Regions from separate parts of the Mus musculus genome. Here regions 1 and 2 are each linked to region 3. The links are chromatin contacts, called in public Hi-C and HiChIP or PLAC-seq maps. All regions are on one chromosome and are shown on one strand. The core of a region is the stretch at or near the end of the contact, and the rest is flanking DNA. Distances in the headings are between cores, read along the strand shown.

Evidence for each region. A called contact is a pair of places that touch in the nucleus more often than the background predicts. HiChIP or PLAC-seq counts read pairs in DNA pulled down with a chosen protein or histone mark.
Region 1: a Hi-C map of pancreatic cancer cells shows a contact between it and region 3, with 2.5 times the contacts expected there. The contact joins the promoter of Tgfb2 here to the enhancer-like site in region 3. A contact is called at or near these places in 27 of 39 promoter capture datasets (the 3T3-L1 cell line, 3T3-L1-derived adipocytes, the C10 cell line and 15 more), 5 of 15 datasets of contacts at CTCF or cohesin (the NIH/3T3 cell line, embryonic stem cells and pro-B cells), 146 of 484 Hi-C or Micro-C datasets (the 3T3-L1 cell line, 3T3-L1-derived adipocytes, the 4T1 cell line and 66 more), 34 of 115 datasets of contacts at active chromatin or transcription factors (the NIH/3T3 cell line, acute myeloid leukemia, bone marrow-derived dendritic cells and 18 more) and 3 of 9 other capture datasets (adipose tissue, embryonic stem cells and pancreatic islet).
Region 2: a contact with region 3 is called in a FOXA1 HiChIP or PLAC-seq map of pancreatic cancer cells. The contact joins two enhancer-like sites. A contact is called at or near these places in 1 of 15 datasets of contacts at CTCF or cohesin (the NIH/3T3 cell line), 2 of 484 Hi-C or Micro-C datasets (muscle stem cells and peritoneal macrophages) and 3 of 115 datasets of contacts at active chromatin or transcription factors (cardiomyocytes, embryonic stem cells and pancreatic cancer cells).

The regions. Positions count from the first base shown.
Region 1 is chr1:186,704,632-186,707,331 of GRCm38.p6, reverse strand. Tgfb2 (transforming growth factor, beta 2) reads left to right here and starts at 1,343. Exons shown (of 7, transcript NM_009367.4): 1 at 1,343-2,700. The coding sequence starts at 2,558.
Region 2 is chr1:186,253,325-186,256,024 of GRCm38.p6, reverse strand. No RefSeq gene overlaps it. Among named protein-coding and RNA genes, the nearest start is that of Gm35201, 120 kb to the right of the region's middle. Within about 2 kb of position 1,309, at least 29 of the 459 cell types and tissues checked have an H3K27ac peak or open chromatin away from gene starts, as enhancers often do. A contact at or near this core is called in pancreatic cancer cells, where this site is marked.
Region 3 is chr1:186,459,666-186,462,365 of GRCm38.p6, reverse strand. No RefSeq gene overlaps it. Among named protein-coding and RNA genes, the nearest start is that of Gm35426, 25 kb to the left of the region's middle. Within about 2 kb of position 1,370, at least 48 of the 459 cell types and tissues checked have an H3K27ac peak or open chromatin away from gene starts, as enhancers often do. A contact at or near this core is called in the BV-2 cell line, the C2C12 cell line, the HL-1 cell line and 4 more, where this site is marked.

The DNA.
Region 1 (2,700 bases), core at 94-2,593, 240 kb before region 3:
GAACATGACTGTGGGGGGGTCTTGATTCTGTAAGAGGGCAGTAGATTATTCTGCAGCTCCCACACTTACGGAACCCCCGGATCCCTGCTTGTCACATGTTCTGGGACCTTATACTTCTTCCAAGTACATGGTGGGAAAGAACCCAGGAGGTGGGCGGGCTCTCTCTGCAAAACCCAGACCCACCCCTTCCTGTTTTCTGCAACAACAGACCTCACTTCCTATGGCCTCAGTCTCCCTGTCTGTGAAATACAAATAATAATGTTCATTGCTGTATATAATGTATGCCAGCTATATCATTACATATCATTACAGCTCCCTCTAGTAAGAATATAACCCCCCCCACACACACACACACATACACATGTATGCATCCCTAAAGGTTTGATCCTTTTGAACTAGGAAAATGATACTGAGGTCTTAACCTGGGGGAATTCTCAACAGTTTCCAGCTTTAACAACCTGTGTAGTCATCGTGGCCACAGAGTCATCACTAAGATTGAAATGTTGACTTTGACTAAAGGGGAAAGACCAGTGGGAAGAAAGATTCTGTTATCCAACCAGTTTGAGCAAGTTGAAGTAGAAAATGTCAAGTTATGATACTGTGTGACAGGAGACAGCAAACATTTAAAACCCAGGTGTCTTAGATAATGCTGCGACAGGCAGAAGATGGTGGGTCATCCTTGTCTAGGAAGGCTGAGGAGAAAGCCACATGAGCAGGGGCTCACATAAAGAAGGCAACAGTTCCTTTATTCAAAGCAGTGATACAGAGCATGCATTGGGTGAAAGGGACACTTCTGTATTCTGCTGGTTCACAGGCAAACAGGGCTGGATTGTAAACAGGCTAATGAAAAACAACCTGTGGAATCCCGGAGAACTCAAGAGTTAGGTCAGCAGTCTCAGATTGGAAGGCATGTCTTCAGGGCTGGGCTGGAGCTCCATGGAGCACAGTGTGTGTGTGTGTGTGTGTGTGTGTGTGTGTGTGTGTGTGTGTGTGTGTGTGTGTGTGTACACGCCTGTACATGCATGGGCACGCACTCAACACAGGAGGGACTCAGGGAAGCTGCGAATGAGTGATCCCCACCATGTAGAAACGGGATGCTTAGCTGCCTGCCCCTCCACACACAGACCCTTGGTGATCACAGACAGTGACTACTGCAAATTCCTCATGCCAGTCGCCCTCCCTTACTGGCCGTCCCCCTTTTCCACACCCCCTCCAATGGTCCAGAGCTCGTGGTCTTAGTAACAGAGGACTTCTGACTGTAATCCTAGCGCGTCACTTTGTTGAAGGCAAACACGTGGTTTGGGGAGCACATATAAAACTCTGCTCCGGGCAGAATCGTGATGTTATCTGCTGGCAGCAGGTTTGCTCGGAGCAGAGCTGCTGAAACTGCCGGCAGGAGAGCGAGTGGGAGAGAAAGAGAGAAGGCGCTGAGAGCTGAGCTCTGGGGCAGGCGTCAGGGATGGAGAGAAGTATTAGGGTTTAAAGAGCCATTCTGGAGCAACCCATCTGCGGAGAGAAGGATCGGCAGAGGTCTATTTTAGGGTCGCAAGTACCTACTTACCCTAAGCGAGAAAGTGCAACCTTGGTGGAAGCTAGGAGAAGCTAGGGAAGGGTGCGAGTCCCGGGGCAGCCCGCAGCCAACGCGCCCAGGAGGCGGTGTTGTTCCACAGGGGTTAAGGAGGTGGCCGATCGCTGTCGCCCTTGGCCGCCTGGAGCAAGAAAAGGAGGATCTGAAGGACCGAGCTGGAGGCTGGCCCTCTTTGCAGGCAGCAGCGGCGGCTGCAACGTGGAGCGACCCAGCCGGGTGTAGGCCACAGCGCGGCCGGCAGGAGCGGGATCCTCGCCGCCTGCTCCGGCCTCTGTGGATCTCCGGGGCGGACAGTATCCCACCGAGTCTCCGAGTGAGCCGCTCCGGGGCGCATCTGCCTCCCCGCGGCTCGCCAGGCTCGCCCTCGGCGCGCGCGCACGCACGCGCGCACACGCGCACACATCCACACGCACACTCATCCACACACGTGTGGAAGGCAGGGCCGAGCCGCTCGGTCTTTGAACTTCTCAGTTAGAGCCCGGCGCAGCCCCGGCCGCCGCTCAGCGCTCCCCGCGGCCCTGCGTGCCTCCTGCCAGCCCCCGGACCTTCTCGTCTCGTCCCTTTTGGCCGGAGGATCGGAGTTCAGATCAGCCACTCCGCACCGAGCCTGACACACTGAACTCCATTTCTTCCTCTTAAGTTTATTTCTACTTCAGAGCCACTCACCCTCTCCCTTCCAGGAGAAAAAAAAAACAAACCTTTCTTACTCCTTAAAGTGAGAGATTCCCCCCCCACCCCGCCCCAGCATCGCATATTAATATCTCCACGTTGGGAACGCGTTGCATTTTCTTTTTTAAAGGAATCCCAGCCAGGGACGTTTTTCTATTGGGCATTAACTTTCGACTGCTTTGCAAAAGTTTCGTATTAAAAACAACTCTACCTGACCGCTCTGAGAATTACTAGTTTCTTTTTTATATATATTTTTTCTTACTTTAAATAACAACATCAACGTTTCTTCCTTTTAAAAACATGCACTACTGTGTGCTGAGCACCTTTTTGCTCCTGCATCTGGTCCCGGTGGCGCTCAGTCTGTCTACCTGCAGCACCCTCGACATGGATCAGTTTATGCGCAAGAGGATCGAGGCCATCCGCGGGCAGATCCTGAGCAAGCT
Region 2 (2,700 bases), core at 60-2,559, 210 kb after region 3:
GACGCAGGATTCAGACGATTGCTCAGTTAAAGCAGCTGGTTGAGGAGCACTGCTGCTTTGTACAAAGCTTTGGCCTGCTGGGTCCTTATGCTCCCAGCAGGTAATGTGACTCAGGAAAACAGGAGCTCCACCATCTGTGTCACAAAACGTCCAACTGTGGGGACAGTTAGGGCTATCGTGCTAATCCCACAGTCTCCTTCCAACAGCTTCTGTGCACCCTGATGTGGGACCACACATGAGCGCGAGCGCGCACACACACACACACACACACACACACACACATACACATACACCAGGCAAGGACAACTTGTCTCTTCTTTGTGGTATGTCTACAGGAACTAGTTAATCTGAGCCTGTGTCCCTAGGGCTGTGACCACTAAAGAGAGGCATCTAATTTACATTTGGACAAACCTCCTAGAGCTGCCTGCAGCCATATACTACCTCTCTGTGATAAATATATTATTTAGGTCTATTCTCTCTAATTGAAAGATGAAAACAGAGATTATTGCACTTTAAATGCATAATTAGCTTTCTATTCTTCCAGTTGCCAAACCACCTCTGTTTCCTGCTGATACAGGCCCTATGGCCCTGCAGAAATGTTTCTTGCTTGCTTTCCCCTGAAAGCGTAGTTGAAAATAAAAATGTTGTTTCGTTTATGTCTCCCTCCTCTGACATATTATAAAAGACATCTCTCTGTTCCCTCCTCTCCCCTTTCTCTCTTCCTACCCCTCTTCATCCTCCCCTCCCCTCCCCCCTTCCCCCTTCCCCTTCTCTTCTTCCTTCCCCTGCCCTCCCTTCTTTCTCCTTCCTCCCTGTCTCCTTCCTTCTCTCTCCTTTCTCCTCCTCCCCTTCCTATTCCTCCTCTTCCTCCCTCTCCTCCCCTTCCCTCCAAACTACATCCCTTCTGTTCCTCTTTCCTCTCCTTTCATTTCCTCTCCATCCTTCTTCCCTAAACCAAGTCATAGATTTTAATTCTCCTGCATGCTATCCTTCCATACTGAATAAGATGAGAGAGAGAGAGAGAGAGAGAGAGAGAGAGGAAGGAAGGATGAAAAAAGAAAATGAAAATCTTACAGTCTTAAGGTTTCAAAAGAAAAGTCCTTGGCTGTTTACTCTAAATTACCTTTAATTTCCCATATTCGTCAACTGTGTAATACTTTTATTTTGTATCTCCCTTCTCTATCACTACTCTAACTTTATCTTGTTTCTCCATTAGCTTCTGATTTTTCTTCCCCCAGTCTGGACCAAGATGGGGTAGCTGCCCTTGGAAATACCCTGATAATTTTGTTTGCACAAAAGTGAAGTTCTCCACCTTGCAAACATTCCTGGAATTCCCTCTCCCCTGCCTCCTGTGGGGAGCTGTGCACCACACCTCCTGAAACTCAGAGTTAATGATTTCATCAGTTAAATCAGAAACACCCTGGTTCTTTGAGATCACATCTTTTCTCAGGCAACATAGCTCCTTTGCAGTCGATGAGCCAGGAAATCGTTTCTCCTGACTATGGTTATTTATTATTTACTTCAAGTAAAGCACACATCCCATGATAAGCTCCAAAACCAGGAACCAGAGAGTGACTTTACTAAAACAACCAAGAGTCAGCAGCCAGTATCATTAGTTATGGCTTAACGAAAGTCACCTGAGAAATGGCGTGGGATTCACCCACACTATAGAGGAAGCATTGCAATGGAGAAGGTTCTTGTCAAACAAAACACGGGGTACCTCTACTCTCAAGACTGCTGCCGCTCAGGTTCAAGAGACACTTTGCAGGGAGGCTAACACACAAGCCGCTGGAGGCTTCTGATAGACAGTTCCTCTATTGAAGTTCTAGAGAACATAAATCAGAGGCTGAGTGTAGAACCGTGCTCACTCTGAAGTCACCTGGCCTCTCTTCCAGACCTTTGCTTTCCCTACAGCTGTCACTATGCTATTAACACTCTTCCTTCTTCCTTGGCTAGCAGCAGTACAGCTCCAACCCCTGCCTCTGTCATCAAGTGACTCCACATGTCCTTCTCCTTGTGTGTGTCTGTCCTTGTGTATTTTCTCCAGTTCTTATGAGAACCCCAAAGGGTTAAAAACTCTATGTCCATCTATGTTCATGAACTAAGACTGAGGAAAAACCAGGAATTTGGGAGACAATACTCAAACCAGTGCTGGTTCCTCTTGAGAGAATAGGCCTAAGACAACATCTTAACTGTATTCCTTATTAGACTGGGAGTTTGTGAATAACTAAGACAGTTCTACAAAAAGAGAAGAGGCTTCGGGGGTCAGTTCTGCTTAACTGAGCTGGATGCCTGGTGCTAACCTTTCTGACTCCACAGCAACATTCTTCTTCAATTTTTCTTCTGTCTAGGACAGTAGGGCCAGGAGCACAATGCAGATACATAAAACCTGGATTCTATAACAGCGAGTTTTCTAATCACATTTATAATCCAGTAGTCTTCAACTCAGTGATCTGTAAAAATCTGAAATCTCAAATTTTCTTGGATAAAGTTTAGTATCAATCCATGTTGACTATCAGAAGCTAGCTAGAACTGACATCAACTTCCCTATAATGTAGAGACCAACATGCTTCTGTACAGAAATACTATTTGATATAGGTGCAGCCCAGAACGTACCGCAAGTTTTATATTCTGTACTATCTATGCATTATATTGCTTTTTATAATTTTAGCACAATTAGAATATAATTCATAAGTACAT
Region 3 (2,700 bases), core at 121-2,620:
ATATGTAGCAAAGGATGGCCTTATTGGACATCAGTGAGAGGAGAGGTCCTTGGGCCTGAGGGTGTTCAATGCCCCACTGTAGGGGAATGCAAGGGAGGGAAGGTGGGAGTGGGTGGGTAGATGGGGGAGCACCCTCATAGAGGCAGGGCAAGGGGGATGGGATGGGGGATTCTGGAGAGGAGACCTGGAAATGGGATAACTTGTGAAATGTAGATAAAGAAAATATCCAATGAAAGTAAAAAAGATATCTAAACAAAATTTTAAAAAGTAAAGAAGAGAAAAAGCAACCTATACAACTATGTACAGCAGTTTTCCCCATAGCTTGATGTTTGGTGACTCACTCCTATGCTGTGTCATGGCTAGGCACATCTAAACCAGACATTCTTCCTGTCTGTGGCCTTAGTTGCTCCTCCACCCAACAGAGTACCAACTCAGTACCTTTTTGTTCAATTCGAGTAAATCTGGCATGGATCTCATTTGGTGAATTCATATAAAGTACGTTCAACATGGGCTGTCGAGAGAGCTCAGTAGCAAAGTATTTGCTGTGCAAGCAAGAAGAACTGAGTTCAATGTCCTAGAACCTATATAAAAAGACTGGGTGTTGTGACTTGTGATTGTAATCCTAGTCCTGGAGAGCTGGAGACAGAGCTCCATGACCAGCCAGCCTAATGGGTGAGGTCAAGACCAGTGTGACATCCTGTCTTAAGAACACCAAGTAGAAAGCAGCAGATAAGTTACAGTCTAAGTTGTTTTCTGGAACTTACATGCCCATGTACACATATGTACACATGCCTACACTCACACTCACTCATACACACAGGGACTCATATAGCCAGTAAGCTAGAGAGAAAGAGAGCAAGAGAGAGAGAGGTGGGGTTTGGGGAGAGGGAGAGAGGGAGAGGGAGAGGAAGGGGGAGAGAGAGACAGAAAGAGAAAGACAGAGACAGACAGAGAGACAGACAGACAGAGTGATGGAGGGAGAAAGAGAGGAAGGAAGAGAAGAAGGGAGAGAGAGACACACACAGAGAGGTGCAGACAGAGACAGAGTAAGAGAGACAGAAACAGAGACATGACAGACAGAGAGATGGGGAGAGAGAGAGAGAGAGAGGGAGAGAGAGAGAGAGAGAGAGGGAGAGAGAGAGAGAGAGAGAAGACACAGAGACACATTTACATATAACATCCAACTGCCCTGGCTAGCTGCCGCTTGGACTATCTATGGCTGTCAGAGAAACTGCAGCACAGAGGGCTTGCGGCAGGGAAGGGTATTTTCCAGCACATTCTCCTGCCAGCCCATCAACACCGTGTTTCCACTCTGACTCCCTGGTCTTCCACCTTTGGTCATGCTGTGGCTGGTCTCCTGCTCAGCCCCTCCATAGTGAGTCACTGTGTTGACCTACTTTCTAGGCTCCCGCCTTCCTTCTCAGTTCCCAGACTCTGACAGGCCTTCTCTCTGCTTGGCACCGGGCTTCTGTGGACAGATACCTGGTAACAGCCCCGTCTTGGCACCAGCTGGAGAAATCTCACCCCTGTTCTCCTCTACCCTCGCTCACGTCTCTCCTTTCTCCTGTGCTCACCACTGCCAGCCCCGATGGACGGGGCTCACTTGAGCCTGGAAAGCTCCGCTTTCCCAAAAGCCAAGTTCATCCTGGACTCTAACAACTCCAAGTCGGGTTGCTTTTCAGCAACCATCTTGCCAGTTTTAAGTGTATATCAACTCATCCTGAGGATACTTACGACTTTCTCCCATTTTTCACATATTTTTTATTAGATATTTTCTTTATTTACATTTCAAATGTTATCCCATTTCCCGGTTTCCCCTCTGAAAACCCCCTATCCATCCCTCCTCCTCCTGCTCACCAACCCACCTACTCCCTCTTGTCTGTCCTGGCATTTCCCTACACTGGGGCATCTATCGAGCCTTCAGAGGACCAAGGGCCTCTCCTCCCATTGATGTCCAACAAGGCCATCCTTTGCTACATATGCAGCTGGAGCTATGAGTCCCTCTATGTGTATTCTTTGGTGGGTGCTTGCTGACAGGATCCTGATATAGCTATCTCCTGATAGGCTCTGCCAGAGATGGATGCTCTCAGCCATCCATTGGACTGAGCATAGGGTCCCCAATGGAGGAGCTAAAGAAAGAATTGAAGGAGTTGAAGTGGTTTGCACTCCCATATGAGGAACAGCCATATGAACCATCCAGACCCCCTAGAGCTCCCAGGGACTTTCTCCCATTTTTAAAAATCAACCAAACTATCTGCTTGCGTGTGCCAAGGGTGGTATATACCACTAGGTTTCAGCTTCGGTCAACAATGTCATTTTCACTGGTGCTTTTCCTGTGCAGCCTACTGCAGTTGGGCTTTACAGTGTCTACTAAAGGGCTGTGTGCTACAGGTGACCCTGTGGGGCTATCAGGAATAGATGAAACTTTTAGGAGCTCGATGGCCTTGTAGAAGAAGGGTGTTGGGCATGTGCACTCGAAAGGTACATGGGGACTTGGCCCTCCTTCCTGCTCACCATGGCATAAGCATCTTAGCTTCCACCCCCTAGAGCTCTGCCATAATGTCTGCTTTGTCTTATAAACCCCAAGTCAGTGGCTCAGTAGACCATGGGCTTACCTTTGAGATAATGGTCCAAAATACCTTTTCTTCTTCTGAGTTACTTACCTCAGGGATTTTGTTCCAGGCACAGAAAGCTTGAGTT